4 separate regions of the Mus musculus genome follow, and all the other regions are linked to region 3. The links are chromatin contacts, called in public HiChIP or PLAC-seq and promoter capture Hi-C maps. All regions are on one chromosome and are shown on one strand. The core of a region is the stretch at or near the end of the contact, and the rest is flanking DNA. Distances in the headings are between cores, read along the strand shown.

Region 1 (3,022 bases), core at 472-2,971, 440 kb before region 3:
CGCAACCATTTTAAATGCATTGACCAGCATCCTGCAAACCCATCCAGGATTGGCAAAAGCAGCATTAGAAAGAGGCAGAAATTGGGCAAAAGAAAGTGGTGCCTGGTAACGGCAGCCTTCCTTCACTCCCGGCTGTGGCCTGTCCCATATGACTTAGCCTGTGTTCATGAAAGTTATCTCCGTCACACAGACACATCGCTCTGCAGCAAACGCAGAGCATGTAAACAACCTTGTGGCTGCTTCAAAACCTAGTGCCCTGGGGTAAGCCATTCCTTTCTGTGGCCAAATTGCAATGCCCTTGAAAGTTATCTGCAGAAGAGAGTCAAAGCAGCACCTAGGTCCTTCTATTTAAATGTCGGAAGGAAAAGGATATGTATTTTTTTCCTTGAAATATCCATAACCTGATTTACTTGGAGGTTTTTCAAATAAAGCACTCTTATTCTCTGAAGCACAAACACATAAATTCTGATAACTGTATCATCAAGCTCCTTTCCAATGACAGCTTTTTTTTTTCTTTCTGAAAATGCTCTGACATTTCTAGGGGACACAGTATCTCAGCACTGAATACCTGGGAACCTTGCCATAGAAAAATGCTGCCTGCTGTGACTGAGAGATCACTTTCTTAAAGGGACCTTCACCTGGGTGGCTGCGGTGCCGCCGGTGTTTGCTCCTTTCCCTGGTCTGTTCCCTGTCCTGTGTTCCTGTCTGCAGCCCAAATTTAGCTCAGGGTCTTTCTACAAGAGGAACATAGTTTCTAATATTTTGGTAAATACCTCTAAACTGCAAGAATGTATTCTAGAATATTTAAAGTTAAACCGGTCTGGAAATAAACATTTATGTTTACTAATAACATTTTTGAATGTTTTATGAGACCCATAGCATTTCTCAGTTAAAGTGAGATCCAGACTCCTCTCTCTCTCTCTCTCTCTCCTCTCTCTCTCTCTCTCTCTCTCTTTCTCTCTCTTTCCTCTCCCCCCTTACCCCCCTCGTGTGTGTTTCTCTTACTCTGCCAAGTCATAACAATAATGGTCTGTCCCACCTTCTAGAATTCTTCACTCCAAACAGAAAGATTTTAGCCTCCATCTGAGAAGAGATGCTTTGCCCAGAGAGAAACACCAGTTTTCTGCCTCACAGATAGTACACTTGATTAAACCGGCTCTCCAACACCATCACTTCCTACTTTCTCATGCTCTCTCCCATTCCACCAGGAACGATGACAGATATCATCCACCCTCCCAAACCAGGTTAGAACCCAGAATGAGCAAGGAGCCACCTACCATTCCGTGCCTGAGAACTAGGATCCTGGTCCGGCTGTTTGCCCCAGAAATCCTCCCTACTGGGTAGTCATTAGCCACATTCCAAACCGGAGTAAGGAGCAGAGTCTTTGGAGGTGTAGCGATTGTTTAAAAATAATAACAGACAGGTGATTTCCAAGAAGACCCAATCTTTAGCTCACTCAAGCCCCTAGTAATTGAGGAGTGAGGAGGAAAAAGGAAATTTGTAAAAATGAAAATAGAAAAAAAAAAGGGTAAGCATATAAGAAGCACCACCCACCCCCCATAAAAATAAACTGAGACGACGAGGAGGCTTAAGAGAAGAGAGAGCGGCTTGCTGAATCACCCTCTCACTGCCTGGAAACCATTGTGCAGCGGGAGGCTGCCTGTACCATTGTGGAACCTACCAGAGGAGACGGACAGAGGGCTTGGGGAATGGGGTTGCTATGGCAACTGAAAGGAGCACACATGACGTCAAAGCCCAGAGAGGTCTAGGGAGGGGTAGGAGGAGGAAAGAGAAAAAGGAAAAAGTCTATCTGTGGCTACAGCTACCTCGTTTTCTGGCAAAATGAGAAGCAGGCTTCGGAACTTGGCAACCAAAATATGCGAATTCAGCGTGCGGGGGGGGGGGGGTGGTGGGGGTGGTAGGGGGGGTGGAATTCTGCACGAAGCCAAAGAGCATCCTCCCTGCTGCTCCAGCTCTGCACAGCACCAAGGGCAGATCAAACAGCCATTGGGAAGCCAGTCACCCCGGATTTTCAACTACCTCAGCTTTTTACAAACAGCGAAGGAAGGCAGAGGTGTACCATCTCTCTGAATGTGAAAACAAACAAGAGATGAATTCAACCTCAGAAGAGATGCAAGATTGGACCTGCGTCTGGACCATAGAGGTCATTTGTCCAACCCCATTTCTTCTTAGTCTCCCTATTTTTGTACAAACCCTGCATAAATATCCGCTAAAGCAAACTGGCTAGACCGGTATTTATAGTGCAGTTTAAGGTAGAAAGAAACTACTGACAATTTGAGTTAATAAATTAAGGGTACTGTGGTATTCTTTTTCTGGTTTCAGAAAATTCCATGGGAAACTAATACAAATTGAATTTACTACATATCTAATTTTTAAGCAAATTTTCTGACTTTGCTATATGAAATTTTAAATCATGTATATATGTGTGTGTGTGTGTGTGTGTGTGTATAGATATAGATGATATAGATATGGATGATATAGATATAGATGGAATGATCCCTAGAGTACTTTCACTATTAAAATGTTTACCAAAACAATTTTCACCTTATTTCACATATAGCATCATTTCAATACATATTTTGAAAGTAATCCTAGTCTTTGGACTTTTCAAGCTACACAATTAGATTCAATGCTGGTTTTTCTCAAACATCTTTTAGATGGGTTTCCATCTATTGAACCAAAGTGATGCTAAAATTCATGTTTTCACACCGTGCTCTGGAACTGGCCCACTGACTTGAGCGAGGAGCCCCTGTCCCTCTGCCGTAGGGTTATGAGTAAGGTTAAACAGGTGTAAAGCCAGCAGAGATGGCGGACCCTGCGATGCATCATGAGATCCTGAGGGACCACATCGAGTTTTCAGTCCCCGAGATGTTTTACCCGAGAAGAAAGCCCAGAAAGGAAAAGTTGTGTGAGCTCTCGCTCTACAACTCCCAACATGTTGTTGGTTGTTTCTGTGTTCTGAATTCAAGTCCCATGAGAACCAGTAGCTGACTGCTAATTT
Region 2 (2,856 bases), core at 262-2,761, 320 kb after region 3:
AAACAAACAAACAAACAAACAAACACCAAAACCCCAGTCTCTCTAGTCTGAGCCACTGTATCCGGTACATGACAGCAGCGGTTTGTGGTTTCCTTGTAGTGCTGAGGCTCACACCCAGCCACAACTGGATCTAATATCTAGTTTGTATATTCTAGATAATTGTTGTACCGCTGGGCTACATCCCCAGTCCAGTTCTTCAAAGATTACAATCCCAGAGACAGTTTGTTGTGGCACATCTTTTTCACGACCTTTTGGGAATGTGCATGTTTAGGAGAAAGTGACACAGGACGTCAACACTTTCAGACTTAAGGTAGTTAAGAGCATTTATAAATAAACAGAGATCAACAACCTCTTAAATGTACTAGTGAAAGCCAGGCACTGGTGTAGACATTTCCATATGTGATGCTGCGTGCACCAGGCCATGCTAAGCACTTAAGTATTATTCTTTACCCTTCTTGCTCAGGACCCGGCAAGTATTTTTTCTTCTTCTGCAAAAGGTCAGATGTAAGTATTTTAGGATTGCTGGAGTGTGAGTGGAAGTACCATGGGTTTCTGCTGTTAGTTCTTCATGTGGTTTTGTTTGTTTGTTTTGAGAATCAATCCCTCAAATGTGTAAAAACCTGAGCGGTTGCTCGGTGATAGAGTGCTTGCCTGGCACGTGCTAAGGTACTGTGGCTCAGTGGTAGGTACTAAGACCCAGCTTCAGTCTATCACAGAAAGGAACAAATGAATAACAGAATAAATGAAAATCTAAAAGTATAAAAGTCACCCCTAGCTGTAATAAACTGCATATTGGCCAATTTGGTTGCTGGCAATCATTACCTGTAGATTTTGTCTCCCTCTGAGATTTTATCCCAATGGTAGAGTTTTTTGTTTGTTTTTTGTTTTTTAAATTTGAAGTTGAGGTAAGTTATGTGGCTTGCCTAATTTCAGCAGCTGGGAAGCTCTCTGGCTCCTGCGTCTCTTGTTATCAAGTTGTACACCACAGTAGAACCAACCAACCAACCAACCAACCAGTCAAACAAAATGAAACCCCCCAGGCTTAGTTCTCCAGCTCGTTGGTTCCATCTTGTTCACCTGTCGCAGGGATCCAGAAAGGACCCAGGAGTTTATTAAAACTTTGAAAAAGGAAAACACAGAGAAAAGCCAGCACTAAGTTACGTCTCTAGAGAAACATATGCCTTGTTATTTTGTGACTTTAAAAGATTGTTAGAAACACCTATTATTACCTTATTGATATCCCATAGAACCAGTCTGCTTTTCTGCTTTGCAAATTCATATGCAGTCAGCCTGCCTATTCCGTGTCCGGCCCCCGTGATGAGAACGGTCTGCCCGGTCACAGATTTCCTTCTCCGGGGAATGAAGAACTTTACCAGTGACTCCAGGTAGGAGTAGATGATGACGCCCACCAGAAGGAGAAATTCCAGGATGAGGTTCATGGCTCTGTTCTCACAACAGACACCTCTGCTCAGAGCTCCACAGAGAGCCCTGTCAGGTATTATGGGCTGCTGCAGAAGAGGCAGACTTTGACTGTGTCCCCTGACGAATCAGATACACCTTTGGTTTTTGAAATGATGCCAGTCTCTAACACAAGCGCAGCATAGGTCAGGGAACCCAGTGGGATGTGCCCTTTGGACCTGGTTATCTGAAAAGCAGTTATGCACCATGTTTCGACATGAAACTTCACCTCTCAAAGCTATTCTGGAAGTATTGCATCAGCTAATGGTCTGTTATCATTTGAATGTGTGTGTGTGTGTGTGTGTGCATGCACGAACACAAGCAAGCACATGTGTGCATTCATGTTAAATCAGGGTTGGGGGAATTAGAAATAGAAACATTATATTAAAGAAACTTTAAGGGATTAGTGACATGGCTTAGCAGTCAAAGTGCTTGCCATGCAAGCCTTTTACCTGAATATGATCCCCAAATCCATAGTGGAAGGAGATAGCCAACTCTACACACACATACACACAGAGAGGGAGACACACACACATAGACACACACTCATGTACACACACAGACACAGACACACTTACATACAGATGCACACATACAAACATACATGCATAGATACATACACACACATACACACACGCATAGACACATATACATGACACATATACATGTACACACACAGACACACACATGCACACACATACACAAATGCACACACTCACATACACACAGACACACATGCACACACACACACATGCATATAAAGTAAAAATGAGGAAGCTAAAATATGGGTCAACAAAGCTTAGCTGTTGAACGCATGCATTCACAGTTATGATCTTCCTCTGAAACCCCTGAGGTGGAGGAGAATGTAGGTTATAGGAAACAGCCAGTTCTCGCCATAACACTGGGAAAATCACCAGACCAGATATCATACACGTCAACTTAAAAGTGCTGCCACTGTCTCAGCCTGGGCGGTGGTGACAAATACTGTGGGCTAGGTGGCTTATTACACAGTCCTAGTGTCTGTGTAACCTAAGCTGTATGTGTGTCAAGTGGGAACTGGCATCTTGGTTTGCAGACAGCTGTCATTTCATGGCCACTGCACCCCAAAGAATGAGGAGGAACTTCTCTGTGGTCAACTTTATAAAAACCATAGACAGCCATCGTGACGTAATCACCTCCCAAAGTTCCAACATTCTATATTAATAGGAGCTAGATTCCAGCATAAGAAATTAAGGGGACACATTCTGGATAGAGTAACTTCTAATAGTGGAAAAGGAGAGATCACCCTTGTCCATCAATGGATGGGTAAAATATCAGACATACATACGATGGGATAGTATTCTTCCTTTAAAGAAAGAAATTCAGATACATGCTACAACATGGTGATCCTCAGTTATA
Region 3 (3,246 bases), core at 503-3,002:
CTTCGGTGTGAAGTCTTGCTAGAATTGTCTATTGGCTTTAACTGTCCACTTGACACAGCCAGGAGTGGCCTAAGAAGGGATACTCAACTGAGGGATTTCTCAGATCACAAGGCCTCTGGCCATATCATCTGTGGGGAATGGGGCCCAGCCCGCTGCAGGCTGTGCCACTACCTGGAAGGTGATCTGGGATAAGGCTAGCTGAGCGTAAGCCTGTGAGCTTGCCAGCTAGCAGCGTTTCTCCGTGGTTTCTGCTTCAAGCTTCTGCCCTGCTTTCCTTCAGTGATGACGTGTAATCTAAAAGCATCCTGGAAATGAAGCTGACTAAATCCTTCCCTCCCCTGAGTGCACATTTTAACTTTTCAGATTATTTTATGTAGGTGTTTTGCTTGCATATATGTCTATTTCACGCATGCTTTGTGCCCATTTGGTCCAGAAGGGGGCGACAGATCTAATAAAACCGGAGTTAGGGACGGTTGTGAGCCACCTTGTGGGAGGTTGCAGGAAACCAATCTCAGGTCCTTTGCAAGAGCTCTTAATCCATGAGCTTCGTCTCTAACCCCTGTTCATATATTCTTACAAAAGTACCATTCAGGAAGCTGGAAAGATGGATCACCCATTAAGAGCACAAACAGCTTTTGCAAATAGGACCTAGGTTTGGTTGCCAGCATCTACAGAGAGACGCTGTAACACCTGTAACTTCAATACCAGCGGATCCGACACAGTCTTTTGGTCTTCATGGGCACCTGCTCAAATGCAGTGTGAATACAGAGGCAGGTACAAACAAAATAAAAATAATTTTCAACTAGTCTTTTTAAGACAAAATCTAGATCCATTCAAGTGCTTCCATATACTCCAGTAACAATGCGAACAGAAGTGCCCAGCCCCTGTTGCAAGCTCCAGCCATGGTAATGTGTGTGTGTGTGTGTATGTGTGTGTATGTGTGTACTTACACTTTATAACAGCTGCCCTTCAAAATGGTTTGTACTGTGTTCCTTCTTGGCAAGCCATACGCCATGACAAATGATCACAGTGGTTTCCTTACATAGGAGCCTGATGTAACATCTGCACCGCTGTTTGCACTTTGCCTGAAAGAACAGCGACAGGCCTAATTAACAGCTCTCATTTGAATAGTTTTATGGCCAAATAATCAAAGGCTAGGAGAAAGCATTTAGGGCTGTCAAGAATCATAAACATTCACTGGACCTGAACCATGAACATACGAGCTAGTTCTGTTCATTTCCAGGAAGTCGCTCAATCAGTTCAGTAAGAGTCTAAGGTGAGGGAAAGCCAGGCGAGGGTCATCCGGAGCAAGACTGCAGTTGGTAACCCCCACCCCACCCCCCCCCACCCCCCACCCCCCCCACCCCCGCACCCAGGCACGGTAGGCGGTCATTGAGTACTCCTGAGTCCCGTCGCCTGGTCTCGTAGCTGCGCGCCCTAGTGGTTGTGGTGGGGACAACGACCCAGCCTCACCGGCATGGAACCCCAGGGGTGCGCTGGCTACCTAAGGGCACGGCCCTTTCCTGCTCTCAGTTCCAGACAGAACCGGCTAGGGCGCGGTAGCGAGTGCCGGCCTCGCCCTTCCAGCCCGTGCTGCTCCCGGAACCCCTGTACCCCACAGGTCAGCCGCACCCTGGCCGCGCCCCCGACCCAGGGCAGCTCGCGCTAGGTGCACATGGCCGCGCACTCGCAGCGGCCCAGCCGCCGACTTGCGCCGGCTTGCTTGCTCGTGCTCCTGCTTGCTGGTGCGCCTGATTGCTCAGGTGCGGGGCTCATCAGGCGCTCACCCGGCGCCTACCCTGCGTCACCCGGTGCCTCAATAAAGGGCTTTGTGTGCGCGCGGGGCGCAGATCCAGCCTGCCTAATGGGAGTCACTTCGCCCCAGTGGGTGACAGTCATTGTCCCACGCCCACTCTCGAGGATCCAGCGACAGCTCCGTGTTCCTGTTCATGTAGGCACCTCTTAGGGTCCCAAGCAAACCGTGGCACTATGCGGGAGGGTTTTGCTAGAGTTGTCCCTTGCTAACACCAGGACATTCCCTGTGTCCCTCCGTCGAGCCTAAATGACGTCATAAAGCAAAGAGGCTATCATATGTGTATGTTTCACGGGTTATGAGAACTAAAGACTAGGCCTGAGAGCTTCTAGCCCGAGGTAAGGGTTATATCATTGTGAGTTTAGTATCAACGCTATGAAACAGAGGGTTCTGTTGAGAGGGAAGGAATGAAACTCCTCCATTTATAGTGAATTCAGGGCGAGCTTTTAAGGTTAAATACTCTGATCCCTCTACCTGTCGCTGTTCTTTTCTGTTTTTGTTGAAACAGTCCAGACTGGCCTAGAACCACTATGTAGCCCAGGCTTGCTTCAGACTTGCAGCAAATCTATTTCAGCTTCCCAAGTGCTAGGCTGGAGCTACAGGAAAGTACCATCCGCCCTGCCTAGCAAATTCTCCTAGCGCAAAGAATGAACACACACACGCACACACACACACACACACACACACACACACACACACACACACACACACACACACACGCAGAGCAGGATAGTGATCTATCACTGAGCCTAGAATGTCCCGGAAAACATGTCCGGGCTTCCTCCATTTTCCAAAAGAAAAAGAAAAAATAAAAGTTGTGGGAAGTTACGGGACGAGCTGCATGATGGGATGTCCGCCAGCAACTGCGGAGCTGGCTTATCTGTAGAAGGTACTTCTGTGCCTACAAGAAACTAGAATGTATAGAAGCCCGATTCATTGTGTCTGTAGTCCAAATGGGGAATGTCTGTGCCACAGGGGTGAAGCCCCCCACCATGGATTATGTGACCAGTGTAGGAGAGTTCAGCCCGATTTGATTTCAGTTAGCATAGATGGAGACTGCAATGTGCCCACCAGCCTTAGTTTGGTTCCAAGCACCCGTGTGGTGGCTCACAGCCATCAACAACTCAGACTCCTGGGTGTGCAGCACCCTCTTCTGAACTCCGAAGGCACCAGGCATGCATGGAGTGCACATACATACACAGTCTTGACTGAAACTCCATAGAGACCCAAAGCTAGAACCATCAACTCAACAGCTCCAGGATTTCTGGTTGTTAGAAAATAAAACAGATTTAGAATCTAGTTCAACTGAACCCAGGGGCCATCTGGTTACAATACTCAGCACCAAAGTGGCTCTTGTGGTGGCATATGTGTGCATGCCCAGCATTTGGGAGGTAGAGGCAGGAGGATCAGAATGTTGAGCCTATTCTTAGCCA
Region 4 (3,182 bases), core at 437-2,936, 460 kb before region 3:
TCATCCTCCTAGTTAGAGCTCCTACAGTGAAGCATGCAAGGACTTGGCAAGACACAAATGAGGTCACACATGTGATAACCTCAGATATCACCTGCCGCAAAAGTAACTTCTACAAGCATTTTTTTTCTAATTACTACTTAACAATCAGCCTTCAGGAATGCAAAATTATCTAATAATCCCATGAGAAATTAGACCAAGCACTTTCCACCTCTTCCTCCTAGGAAGGCTGTGAAGAAGACATTATTACTGCTATTTGTAAAATTATTTCCAATTTTTCAAAAAGATCACAAAGGACACTGAATTACCAAGGCAGCAAATGTTTTAGGCCAGTGGTTCTCAACCTGTGGCTCACAACCCCCTTGGGCTTCAATGACCCGTTCTCAGGGGGTCAACTAAGACCGTTTGGCTATCAAATAGTTATATTATAATCCATAACAGTAGCAAAATTGCAGTTATGAAGTAGCAACAGAAATAATTTCATGGTTGGGAGCCACCACAACATGAGGAACTGTTCTAAAGGGTGGTATCATTGAGAAGGTTGATGTTTAAACAGTAATCAAGTCTAACTCTATGCCCAAAATGTTAACTTGTTACCTCATGTTATTATCTCTTTTGTAAACTTATGAGCTACAGGAAACCCACTCAGATCCACCTCTCATGGACCAGATAGACTCCATCCGGATAAGTACATCTGCCTAAAATTCCCACTTATGACCTATTACAGACGGTGATTCCTCTGATTTTCAAATGTACATCTTAAGAAAAAAAATGTCTTTCTTCCAAACGTACTTAATCTCTATCTATAATAAATACGTATGTGTGTTTCAGCATCTTGTCAAGTCCAGGCGCTTGCTACATCTAGGACAGCTCCAGAGAAGCAGACTCCAGATGCTCCAGGACCTGTTCCCTCTGACCTGTCCTCAGATGGCTCCACAGACCCTGGACAGCAGGAAACAGCCAACTCTCCTAAGACTGGACAAGCATCCCCCATACCCATTCTTCTAGGTTCCCTAGAGACATGTTGCCCTCCCAAAGCCAGCTGGAAGTAGCCAGATATCACAACGACCCTATTCCTGCTTTGCCATCACTGCTCTTCCATTTTTTTTCTTTTTTAATTAAAACAAAATGGGGGAATGTTAGCATTCTGTCTAACACAGTTAACTATCTAACAGTTACCTGGCAACAACCAGGTAGGCCTGACCCACTATAAAAGGGGCTGCTTGCCCCTTCCTCCCTCTCTTTTTCTCTTGCTCTTTCCTTCTAGCTCCTACTCTGTCCCCTCACCCCTTCCCCATTCCATTCCTCCCTCTCTCCACATGGCCGGCCTCAACTCCTCCTCTACTTCTCTCTCTCTCTCTGCCTTCCTCTGCCTAGATACCCTGTATCTCTCTTTCTTCAATTAATTCTTTTGAAAGTAGTACAATTAATGTTCCTATTTTACAAATGAAAAATAAAGAAAAAGAAAATGAGAGTAAAACATTAGGTAACACAGCCAACATTACACATCTAGAACATGGTCACAATATCCTCATCTCATACAAAAAGGTAAATGAAAGCGAGGTCCTGGATTCTGACCTCTATGAACTCCCACCAGAGACAAAGGATCACGATTTACTGAGTACTCCTGCCTCGAGGTTCATCTCAAGTCTCTGAGCCAGCATGACTAAGAGAAATACTGAACTGCAGGAGCCTTGGAGGAGGGGGCAGAAGAAATGCTAATGCTTCTCATTAGCATTCCTATCCGATCTTCCTGCCACTTTCACTAGCAGCTGTTTTCAGTAGCCCTTTTCAACCCCTCTAGATAATTTAAAAAGGATATGATTTACTGTTAACAAAGAGGGATCAACTTTTCATGGGAAGCAAACCTTCATTTCACTCCTGTCCGCAAGAAGTTAGATATAATACAGACAAGGTAGTCACTCACCATACAGCGGCTACAAAGAAGAGAACCTACCAATCATGTATTTAGGCAAAACCCACAAGAAAGTAAGACTATCGCCTCCCAGTGCCTAATGGCTAGTAACTGATAGGATGCTCAGTTAGAACACTCACTGGCAGAATTAGTCAACTCTTAGCATCTTTGTGCAGATTAGGAAAATGAGCCTTGACTTGGTAAGCAGAACTAAGGTCGTCGTTGGAAGCCTAGTCCCACCAAGCCTCAATGCTACATACCAAGGACATGGTATATGTCCCATGGAGAGCTGGGTGGACCAGTCATTGCATAGGAAGGTCCTTTCAACATTTTAGAGACGCTTGATCAATATGGAGATGCATACTATTGTGGATCTTCAAAAAGAAAATCACAGGACTCAAAATTGAAGGTTCCTTTGCCAGCAAAGGATCCAATGGCACTCGATAGCTGCTGGAAGGAGAAAATTAGCTTTTGTTTTAATCATAGGTTCAACGCAGCATACGGTCAGTGCCATACTCAAGAGCAGTTGGGCAATACAGATTGGACTCAATGGTTTTCAAAAACAGAGAAAGAGAATGCAAAGTTGGGTGGGTAGGGAGTCAGGGGATCTGGGAGGAGTTAGAGAGGTGACTAAATCAATACCACATATGAAATTCTCAAATTATTAATAAAAAATAGTTTTTAAAAGAAGGTAGAAGCAAATTTTCTTCATAGGACAATTTTGTGGAAATCTACTATAGGAGGGATAACTAGTCAATAGAGCAAAGTTATTGGATTCTCTATATTCATGGCTGAAACAAGTATCTGTTTGCCTTTACTGGATGATGAAAAAAAGGCCAACTAGAACACATGAAAAGATAAGTAAAATGTAAGAATCTGCATGTATTCTTCAGAATGTTGATGTTCAAGTATGAGGCCCTGAATTAACTACTGACCAATTAATACAGAATTCATATATATATATACACACCCACACACATACGCACATACTCACATAGATACGCATACATACACACATGAACATGTGCATGTGCGCGCGCACACACATATGCACATGCACACACATGCACACATACACCCACACATACCTGCACACACATGCACACATACACACATACATACATACATACATACATACATACAATGCACACAATCATGCAAATACACATGTACACACATACACATGCACACATATACACACATGCACATACACACATACATACATGTGCACAAATGCGCTCACACACATGCACATAGACTCAAACACAGG

The links. Promoter capture Hi-C pulls out the DNA fragments that hold promoters and counts their contacts. HiChIP or PLAC-seq counts read pairs in DNA pulled down with a chosen protein or histone mark. Capture Hi-C pulls out chosen DNA fragments and counts their contacts.
Region 1: a contact with region 3 is called in a promoter capture Hi-C map of adipose tissue. The contact joins the promoter of Mapk10 here to the promoter of 1700016H13Rik in region 3. A contact is called at or near these places in 6 of 39 promoter capture datasets (cranial neural crest, frontonasal cranial neural crest, hippocampal neurons and 2 more), 2 of 484 Hi-C or Micro-C datasets (cerebral cortex and pancreatic cancer cells), 5 of 115 datasets of contacts at active chromatin or transcription factors (embryonic basal ganglia, embryonic forebrain, embryonic stem cells and 2 more) and 2 of 9 other capture datasets (adipose tissue and embryonic stem cells).
Region 2: a contact with region 3 is called in a promoter capture Hi-C map of pre-B cells, with 3 times the contacts expected there. The contact joins the promoter of Hsd17b13 here to the promoter of 1700016H13Rik in region 3. A contact is called at or near these places in 2 of 39 promoter capture datasets (hippocampal neurons and pre-B cells) and 3 of 9 other capture datasets (adipose tissue, liver and pancreatic islet).
Region 4: a contact with region 3 is called in an H3K27ac HiChIP or PLAC-seq map of embryonic stem cells, with 3 times the contacts expected there. The contact joins the enhancer-like site here to the promoter of 1700016H13Rik in region 3. A contact is called at or near these places in 1 of 39 promoter capture datasets (liver), 1 of 484 Hi-C or Micro-C datasets (cerebral cortex), 3 of 115 datasets of contacts at active chromatin or transcription factors (embryonic basal ganglia, embryonic forebrain and embryonic stem cells) and 2 of 9 other capture datasets (adipose tissue and embryonic stem cells).

What each region holds. Positions count from the first base shown.
Region 1 is chr5:103,209,613-103,212,634 of GRCm38.p6, forward strand. Mapk10 (mitogen-activated protein kinase 10) reads right to left here and starts at 1,722. Exons shown (of 14, transcript NM_001081567.2): 1 at 1,278-1,722.
Region 2 is chr5:103,975,877-103,978,732 of GRCm38.p6, forward strand. Hsd17b13 (hydroxysteroid (17-beta) dehydrogenase 13) reads right to left here and starts at 1,512. Exons shown (of 7, transcript NM_001163486.1): 1 at 1,230-1,512. The coding sequence starts at 1,439.
Region 3 is chr5:103,653,972-103,657,217 of GRCm38.p6, forward strand. It overlaps 1700016H13Rik (RIKEN cDNA 1700016H13 gene), which reads right to left and starts at 1,753. Exons shown (of 4, transcript NM_028824.1): 1 at 1,474-1,753; 2 at 951-1,085. The coding sequence starts at 1,015. Gm42138 (a long non-coding RNA gene) reads left to right here and starts at 1,726. Exons shown (of 3, transcript XR_880498.2): 1 at 1,726-2,151.
Region 4 is chr5:103,190,100-103,193,281 of GRCm38.p6, forward strand. All of the region lies in intron 2 of Mapk10 (mitogen-activated protein kinase 10), which reads right to left. Among named protein-coding and RNA genes, the nearest start is that of Mapk10, 20 kb to the right of the region's middle. Within about 2 kb of position 1,687, at least 29 of the 459 cell types and tissues checked have an H3K27ac peak or open chromatin away from gene starts, as enhancers often do. A contact at or near this core is called in embryonic basal ganglia and embryonic stem cells, where this site is marked.